Linked DNA regions of Urocitellus parryii: region 2 is linked to region 1. A link is a contact called in public Hi-C data. All regions are on one chromosome and are shown on one strand. Each heading gives the region's core, a stretch centred on a gene start, on an enhancer-like site or on the middle of the called end of the contact. The rest is flanking DNA. Distances are from core to core; before and after follow the strand shown. Region 1 holds the start of Atf1 (activating transcription factor 1). Region 2 holds the start of Dip2b (disco interacting protein 2 homolog B).

What was found. A called contact is a pair of places that touch in the nucleus more often than the background predicts.
Region 2: a Hi-C map of muscle shows a contact between it and region 1, with 4 times the contacts expected there. The contact joins the promoter of Dip2b here to the promoter of Atf1 in region 1. A contact is called at or near these places in 2 of 2 Hi-C or Micro-C datasets (liver and muscle).

What each region holds. Positions count from the first base shown.
Region 1 is chr5:65,421,972-65,425,902 of mUroPar1.hap1, forward strand. It overlaps Atf1 (activating transcription factor 1), which reads right to left and starts at 1,401. Exons shown (of 7, transcript XM_026407064.2): 1 at 1,127-1,401.
Region 2 is chr5:65,674,965-65,679,375 of mUroPar1.hap1, forward strand. Dip2b (disco interacting protein 2 homolog B) reads right to left here and starts at 1,777. Exons shown (of 38, transcript XM_026407027.2): 1 at 1,540-1,777. The coding sequence starts at 1,639.

The DNA.
Region 1 (3,931 bases), core at 151-2,650:
GGGATACAGCAGTATTGCACAGATATATCAGACCAAACAAGGTTAAAGAGCTATCACATTCAACTCGGAACCCTGGATTTTAACTAAAAGGTACATTGTAAAGTCGACAGGAAGAAATCCAGCATTTTACTAAAACGCATATTCTGTTAATAGCAAGTGTCTCGGGATAAAATACTGTACAAACTCTCATAGGTGAGGCCAGTTTAACAATGATCCCTACCAGAACTGCACTGAAATGGCCTTAGAAGTGTTAAATGCCCTAAAAAACTATTGGCCCAACGCTCTTCAAATGCTGACAAAACTAGCAAACATTATTTAACATTCATGATAATTTCAGTGATTACGCTTCACGCTCCAAGGCATAGTTGAAGCTGACAAATACCAGGCTTCACTTTTCCTTATGTGTTTGTTTTTACAGTACTGGAGATTGAACCCAGAGCCTTGAGCATGTTAGGCAAGTGATCTATCACTAAGCCATATTCCTAGTCCTTGCTTTATGATTAAAAAAAAAAAAATCAGAGAAAAGTGTCCTCGGCTTGCCCTTCGTCCAGGCGGGAAACAAACGACTTTTTGTCAGTGCCAGCCACGTAAAAACCTGTTCTCTTTCCTGCCCATCAGCCGCACCCTTCCAACACGGTTCGATTACGGCACTAACTGCGTCCCCACTAGATTGTAAGCTGCTTGAGGGATGACAGTTCTCGTCCTCCAGGGCAGGCACACACGGGCCGAGAACGGACACCGCACCAAGGCTACGCTGCCCTCCCCGGTTGCTAGCCCAAGACCGCGACCTCCGGCCTCCGACCGCAGAAGGCGGGCCTCTAGGGTAATACCGCCTGCGGCACCAAACTCTTGGCTTAATTTTCATTTGGGGCCGAGGGCAGGGAGGAGACCAACCACTGAAAGGACACCTCGCACAGCAAAGGCGCGAGGGCCGGAAGCGCACTCCTCCGGGCCCCCACGCAGCCCCTCCCCCTTCCGCCGCGCCCCTCCCCCACCGGAGCCGCCAGCGCGCGACCCCCACTCGGCACGCGACGGGCTCAGAATCCCGCCGGCTCCGCGCTCCTGCGCTCCCGCGCCCTTCCCGCCCCGGGCCAGGGGCGCTCGTCCCACCCCGCCCCCCACTTACCTGTGGCTGCCGCCTCGCTGCAGTCCGGGGCGGGAACTTCCACTCCCCCCTCCCAAGTGGATCCGAATTCACTACCCACTTCCCCACCCCCCTTTCGAGGCGAGGGACGTGCTTCTTTCTCAGGGTCAGGCGGGGCAGGGAGAATCAGTGTCACTCAACAGCCAATTGTCCTAAGCTACCGTTTCTCGGCAGTCAGGGCCGCCACTGGCGGCATGATCTACACCAAGCAGGGGGCAGGGGAGGGGGGCAAAACTCAGTGCAAGTGTGCGTGGGGGGTGAGGCTGGGCGGGGCCTCCGTGCGGGCCGCAGTGTGCGTCATTGCGCTACTCACGTGACGCGCCGCCATGTTGGCCACCCTCTATCGAGTCATGAGCTGTGCCCGCGGCATTTGCTAGGAACGCTCTGAATGTTGCCTGCGGTTTCCTGTCGTTTCTGGCTGTGTACCCCAGCTCCTCCTCCTCCAAGTCCGTTTCCGAAGCCCCTCAACAGCTAGGTGCTTTCTGGAGGCTGTTCTGCGTGGAGCAGCTTTCTTCGCTCTCGGCTCTGCTCCTCGCAGTGGTTTGGGTGGTCAGGCTCCGTTTGTGCTTCCTGACTTTGATGCCTGCCCTATCCGCTTCTCGTAAGGAGAAAGGGCTTGAGGCTTGTCTTCCTCAGCTTTTCTTACTTCACTCAGAGCTTTGTTTTCGGTATTGGGTATTGAAGCCGGGGTGCTCTACCACTGAATACTGTACCCTTTTTGTTTTTTGAGGCAGGGTCTCACTAAGTTTGCCAGGCTGGCCTCGAATTGCAGTCCTCTTGCTTCACCCCACCGAGTCGCTGTTAAACAGCCGTGTGCCGCCACACCCAGTGATAATTCTTAATTCTATGAGTAGAGTTAGATCATTTATGTGAAAGAATTTTTTCTGTTTTTTGCGATGCTGGGTATTGAACCCAGAGCCTCACAGATGCTAGGCCAAGTCTTACCTTTGAACTACATCCTAGCTGAAAGGACTTTATACACAGATTGATTTAAAACAAAGCAAAACGAGGCGCCAGTAGAGTGTGGCATTTTGGTGCAGAGATTTCTTCCAACTTTTTAAGTATTTATGAAAAGTTTAGTAGAAATTAGATGCTATGGCACACACCTGTAATCCTTGTGTCCTGCAGTCCCAGCTACGCAGAAGGAGGATCCAAAGTTTGAGACCTGACTGAGGGACTTAGTGAGAGCCTGTCTTAAAAAAATTTAAAAAGGGCGGGGCGCGGTGGCTCACGCCTGTAATCCCATTTCATCAGCTGGAGGATTGCGAGTTCAAAGCCAGCCTCAGCTATTTAGAAAGGCGCTAAGCAAAAAAGGGCTGAGGGTGTGGTTAAGTGTCCATGAGTTCAATCCCCAGTACCAAAAAAGTAAAAAGGGCTCGGGATGTAGCTCAGTGGCAGAGTGCTTGCTTGGCACATATTATGTTTTAAAAAATAGTTGTAGATAGACAGCATGCCTTTAATTTTTTTTTTTTTAAATGTGATGCTGAGGATTGAACCCAGTGCCTCACAGGTGCAAGGCAAGCACTCTGCCACTGAGCTACAGCCCCAACCCTAAAATATTATATATATATATATTTCTCTGGATAAGGAATTACTTCATTCTGAGTTTTTTTTCTTTATGCTTTTTAAAAATTTTTCTAGATGTTCTTTTAGGGCTTTATAGTGATAAAAATGGCAAATGGTGAACTTTAGTATGTTTTTGGCAAAAGAAAAAGTTACACAAATTTTTTGTGAAATTGTACTTGAGATTCTTATTGTAGAAACCTGATTTAGTGGAGATAACTCTTTTTCTGTTTTTTAAAAAAATACATATATTTTTTAGTTGTAGGTGAACACTATACCTTTATTTTATTTATTTTTATATGGTGCTGAGGATCAAACCCAGTGCCTCACGCATCCTAGGCAAGAACTCTTCCTCTGAGCCACAACCCCAGCACCCCTTTTCTGCTTTTGACATTTTGAGCCAGATAGTGATTTAAACCTAAGGAGTGTGTATGACTCACACTCTGAAGAACTCATTATATAAAAAAAACATTAACATATATACATATAAACATTGATGTGGCTGTGTTAATTATATTAAGTCCTTTGGGTATAAACAAAGAAGTGGGATAGCTGGGTCAAATGGTGGTTCCATTCCAAGTTTTCTAAGGAATCTCCATACTGCTCTCCATAGTGGTTGCATCAATTTGCAGCCTCACCAGCAACATATGAGTGTGCCTTTTCCCCCACATCCTCACCAACATTTATTGTTGTTTGTATTCTTGATAATTGCCATTCTGACTAGCATGAGATGAAATTTTAGAGTAGTTTTGACTTGCATTTCTCTAATTACTAGAGATGTTGAACATTTTTTCATATATTTGTTGATTGATTGTATATCTTCTTCTGATAATTATCTGTTGAGCTCCTTAGCCCATTTCTTGATTTTTTTTTTTTTTGGTGTTAAGTTTTTTACATATCCTGGAGATTAGTGCTCTTTTTTGCATGTGGCAAAAATTTTCTCTCAAAATGTAGGCTCTCTTCATCTCATTGTTTCTTTTGTTGAGAAGAAGCTTTTTAGTTTGAATCCATCACATTTATTTATTCCTGATGTTATTTCTTGTGCTTTAGGAGTCTTGCTAAGGAAGTCAGATCTTAGGCTGACATGGTGAAGATTTGGGCCTACTTTTTCTTTTATTAGGTGCAGGGTCTCTGTTCTAGTGCCTAAGACTTTGACTACTTTGAGTTGATTTTTGTGCAGGGTAAGAGATAGAGGTTTAACTTCATTTTGCTGCATATGGATTT
Region 2 (4,411 bases), core at 527-3,026, 250 kb after region 1:
TTTCTTTCTTTTTTTTTTTAGAGAGAATTTTTTAATATTTATTTTTTTATTTTTCGGTGGACACTACATCTTTATGTTGGAAGCCAAGCATAGTGGTGCATGGCTGTAATCTCAGCAACTGAAGGCTAAAACAGGAGGATCTAAGTTCAAAGCCAGCCTCAGCAACTTAGAAAGGCCCTAGGTAATTTAGGAGACCCTGTTTCAAAAATAAAAATAAAAAGGACTGGGGATGTGGCTCCAAGCACTCCAGGATTAAATTCCCACTACCTCTCCCCAAAGAAAGTTGGTAATCATATGTAGTTGGTAATTAAGTGTATACACTGGAAAAGCCTAGAAAGGTTATTAAAAATAATTAACTCAATGTCTGCACAGATTTATAACACTCAAATCTACTTCTGTTTTTTCATTCTAAAGGATTCTGAAAGGGGGAGGGGGAACTCTCCTGGGAATCTGTCACGTTCTTCTTTTCCAATCAACAGTTTTTAATTCACTTGAAAAATGCTAGTGAAGAGGGCCTTTGGCAAGGAACTCAAGAATTTGCAACTCTGGAGACACCACCAAAGTACTGATACCAAGCTTGGAGAAAATGCTGCTTTTGTCTGAGAGGCGGCCTGTGATAAAAACAGGAACTTTACAGAGAACTGATCACAACTGCACATAAGCCTGATCACATGCCCACAACAGAGCACTGTTTCTCTCATTGTTTTCAAGGGACTTTTCTAGTAACAGTGGCTTGATTTATCCCATTTCTTTAAATTTTCAAAATAAATCCAACCCTCCTTGTACCAATCCATTGTCAAAAGAAAGAGGTCGCGAGCCAGGATTTCCATTTAATCAGTAGCCACCTCTTTCTCCCTCTTCGAAGATTCTAAAAGGTAATCAAATGCGGAAAATTCAGCCCAAAGATAGCCACCAGGAAAAAGCCCTGATGACAAAGGTGTCTAAAGGCAGCACCGTGTGTCCCTCTGGGTTAGTACCACTGCTTCCAACCTCCCTAGGACCTTCAATGTCTCCCTCGCTCCTATCTCACTTGAGTCACTGGGGAGGCACCTCGCACTTTTCGAGAAAGAAGAAATGCTGCTGCGGCTTTCCCACGTCTCTGTCTGTCTGTCTGTCTCTTTCTCTCTGGAGAAGGAGGAATGGATCAAGGCGTGGGGCCCTCCAGGAAGAAGGCAGAAAGGAGAAAGGTGTCAGCCACCCTCCTCGCAACCACCCGTCCCCCCCACACACACACCAGCCCAGAAACCCGGGCACAGACTGGAGCTTTGTGTAGGGTTGAGGGGGCAGGGAACGCAGAAACGGCACCGGTCCAGGCGGAACCTCTCCCCCAAGCCCCGCTTGGCCCCCTCCAAGGGAAAACAATGAAAGCCACGGGAAACACTTCGCAGTGTAGAAAGGAAGGAGTACGGTATGGAGCTTGGCCAGATTCCCCGCTCCCTCGCCCCTCGCCACGCCGATGCCAGGGCGCACTATGGTGACCGGCCTCCGGACGCCCACCGAACCCGCAGGCCCGGCGCCCGCTCCTCTCCAGGATCCTACCCTCTGAGAGCTCCAGCTCCAGTTCCGCCAGCTGCGCCCGCACTTCAGGAGGCAGCGCAGCCACTGCCGCGGGCGAGGGCTCCAGGCCTCGCTCCGCCATCCCGGCTCCGCCAACCACACTCCGGAAGACGAGAGAGGGGGCCGAAGAAGGGACGGACTGACGCGGGCCCACACCCGGGTTACAGAATCCGGCTCCGGCCGCTGAGAGCCACCAGCACCGCCACCGCCGCCGCCGCCATGAGCGAGGGTCACGTGAGCGCGCGGCCCCGCCCCCGGGCTGAAGGACGTACTGCCTCCGAGGTGCTGTGAAGTCCAAGACGCGTAGGCTTACGGCGCCCTCTACAGGGTCCCCCTCCAGAATTCTACGCGAAAAGGGCTCACGTTCCGGATGTCGGCTTTAGGGCCGCGTAGAATCTCCGCATTTATCTTTTATGAATTCGAGAGCAAGCTTTCTGGAGTCCGGATGTTACTTTCTGCAGTCCTCCTCACTTTAAGTATGCCTTTGTCCTTTCCTGTCCTTCATTTCCTCTACTGAACACCTATCCATTTATAAAGACCTGCTCCACATCCTTCACTGTAACTTTCCTGATTCTGCTAGGAGTGCTTTTGTCTCTGTACGGATTTGGGCTTTTAAAACACTAGAGAGGGAAACCCGCTTCCTCTGGCCTAGATTTCTAACGATTTACAAGATACTTTAGCCTTTTCTTTACCATTTTATCCCCCTCAGTACATGACCTAGTAGGTGTTCCAAAAATATTAACGTAAGGCGGGCGCTTTGGCTCACGCCTGTAATCCAAGGGACTCTGGAGGCTGAGATAGGAGGATCGCAAATTCAAGACCAGCCTCAGCAACTTAGCAAGACCCTAAGCAACTCAGCGAAACCCTGTCTTTAAATAAAATATTTAAAAGGACTGGAGATGTGACTCAGTGGTTAAAAGCCCCTAGGTTCAATCACAGTTCAAAAAATAATAATAATTTAATGGAAGAGTATTAACATTGGTGCATTTTTACCCGGAACCACTGGGACAGGTGCTTTTTTTAAAATTGATTTTATTTTTTAAATACATGACTGGAATGCATTACAATTCTTATTACACATATAGAGCACAGTTTTTCATATATCTGTTTATATATAAAGTATGTTCACACCAATTAACATGTCTTCATACATGTACTTTGGGTAATGTCCATCACATTCCACCATCATTGCTAACCTCCTTCCCCCTCCCTTCCCCTACCACCCCTCTGTCTCTCTACCCTACTATGGGTCAGTCACCTTATATCAGAGAAACAATTCAGCATTTGTTTTTTGGGGATTGGATAACTTCACTTAACATTATTTTCTCTAGCGCCATCCATTCACCTGCAAAGGGACAGATGCTTTAATTGCCATTTATAGTATTTTGTTTATAATATTGAAAAATTTGTCATGGAGATGATTGTTTTATTGACCTATTTTTTTCTCCCACAATTTGAGGGAATTTGTGTTTCCACTTCCTTTTCTTGTTGATTCAGAATTGGTCCTTTCAGAGACCAGGCCCCAACATGTATTCACTAGAAGTTCTAGATGGTATTTATATTATTTATGGGCTGGAACAAAAACTAAAAGGAAAAAAAAAACTCAAGGATTTCTGCTTGAAAGAAGGGGAATATGACATCATGGGTGATTGAGGGGTGGACCTTGAAGGGGGTTGAACCTAGCGGGGGCTTAACCACTGACACATATCCCCGAGCCGAGTGTGTGTGTGTGTGTGTGTGTGTGTGTGTGTCACTGAGTTCCTTAGGGCCTCTCTAAGTTGCTGAGGCTGGCTTTGAACTCTTGAGCCTCCTTCCTGCCTCAGCCTCCCACACTGCTGGGATTACAGGCCTGAGCCATCACATGAAGTCTTTTAACTTAATATAAGTAGAGTCTGTGGGGCAATGTGTATATGTCCTGTGATTTACATTAGAACTGTTGAGTGTTTTTTTAAAAAGCAATTAACCCATTGACATTCCTTCCTTGAAAGAATGAAGTCCATGTCTTTTCCCCTGAATCTGGATAATCACATGAAGGTTTGACCAATAGAATATGGTAGAAATGATACTCTGTGACTTACAAGATTAGGTCCTAGAAGACTGTACATCTTCCACTGGTTCTCTGGAAATGCTCACTCTTCAAGAAACCTCTCCCAGATTGATCTTCCCCACCCCAACCCCCACCTCTTTCTCTTTCTTTCCCTCTTCCCATGCCATCCTAGCAACCTTGCTGGGAGAAGCCTAAGCCATATGGAATACCATGTGAGGTGCTCTGCCCAACAGCCCCAGCTAAGCCCAGATTTCTAGTTCATCCTATCCCAGGGTGAAGAAGCTTCCAGGTGGTTCCAGGTCTGGACATTTGTCTTCCCGGTTGAGTCTAGACTATGTGGAACAGAGACAGACCATCCTTGTTGTGCCTTGTCCAAATTCTTGTGAACATAATAAAATGGTCTTCCTTTTATACCACTAAGCTTGGAGTGGTTTGATACACAGCAATAGATTACCAGCAGGGCTCAGCAGATATTCTTGTTTACCATCCCAGCAGCCCTGCTCTCCCCTTTTTCCTTGTCAGTAAACCAGACCAACCCCTACTGAGGCTAAACATAACAAAATACTCACTTTCCCACCCTCCTTGGCAGGTATTTAAGAGAACTACAAATGGGAGCATTTGGGGAGAATTTTCTTCCCTGGTGGGAAATGCACAGGAAAAACTTCCTTTCCCTTCCCTTCTGTCTTTGGATATTGTTCAGTTAAGTGTATCAGTAATAAGGGGGGAACCAAACCACAGAGACATCACGAAGAACTTCACAGAATTGGTCTGCCAAAATAATGAATCCTAAAACCACCTACATTGGAC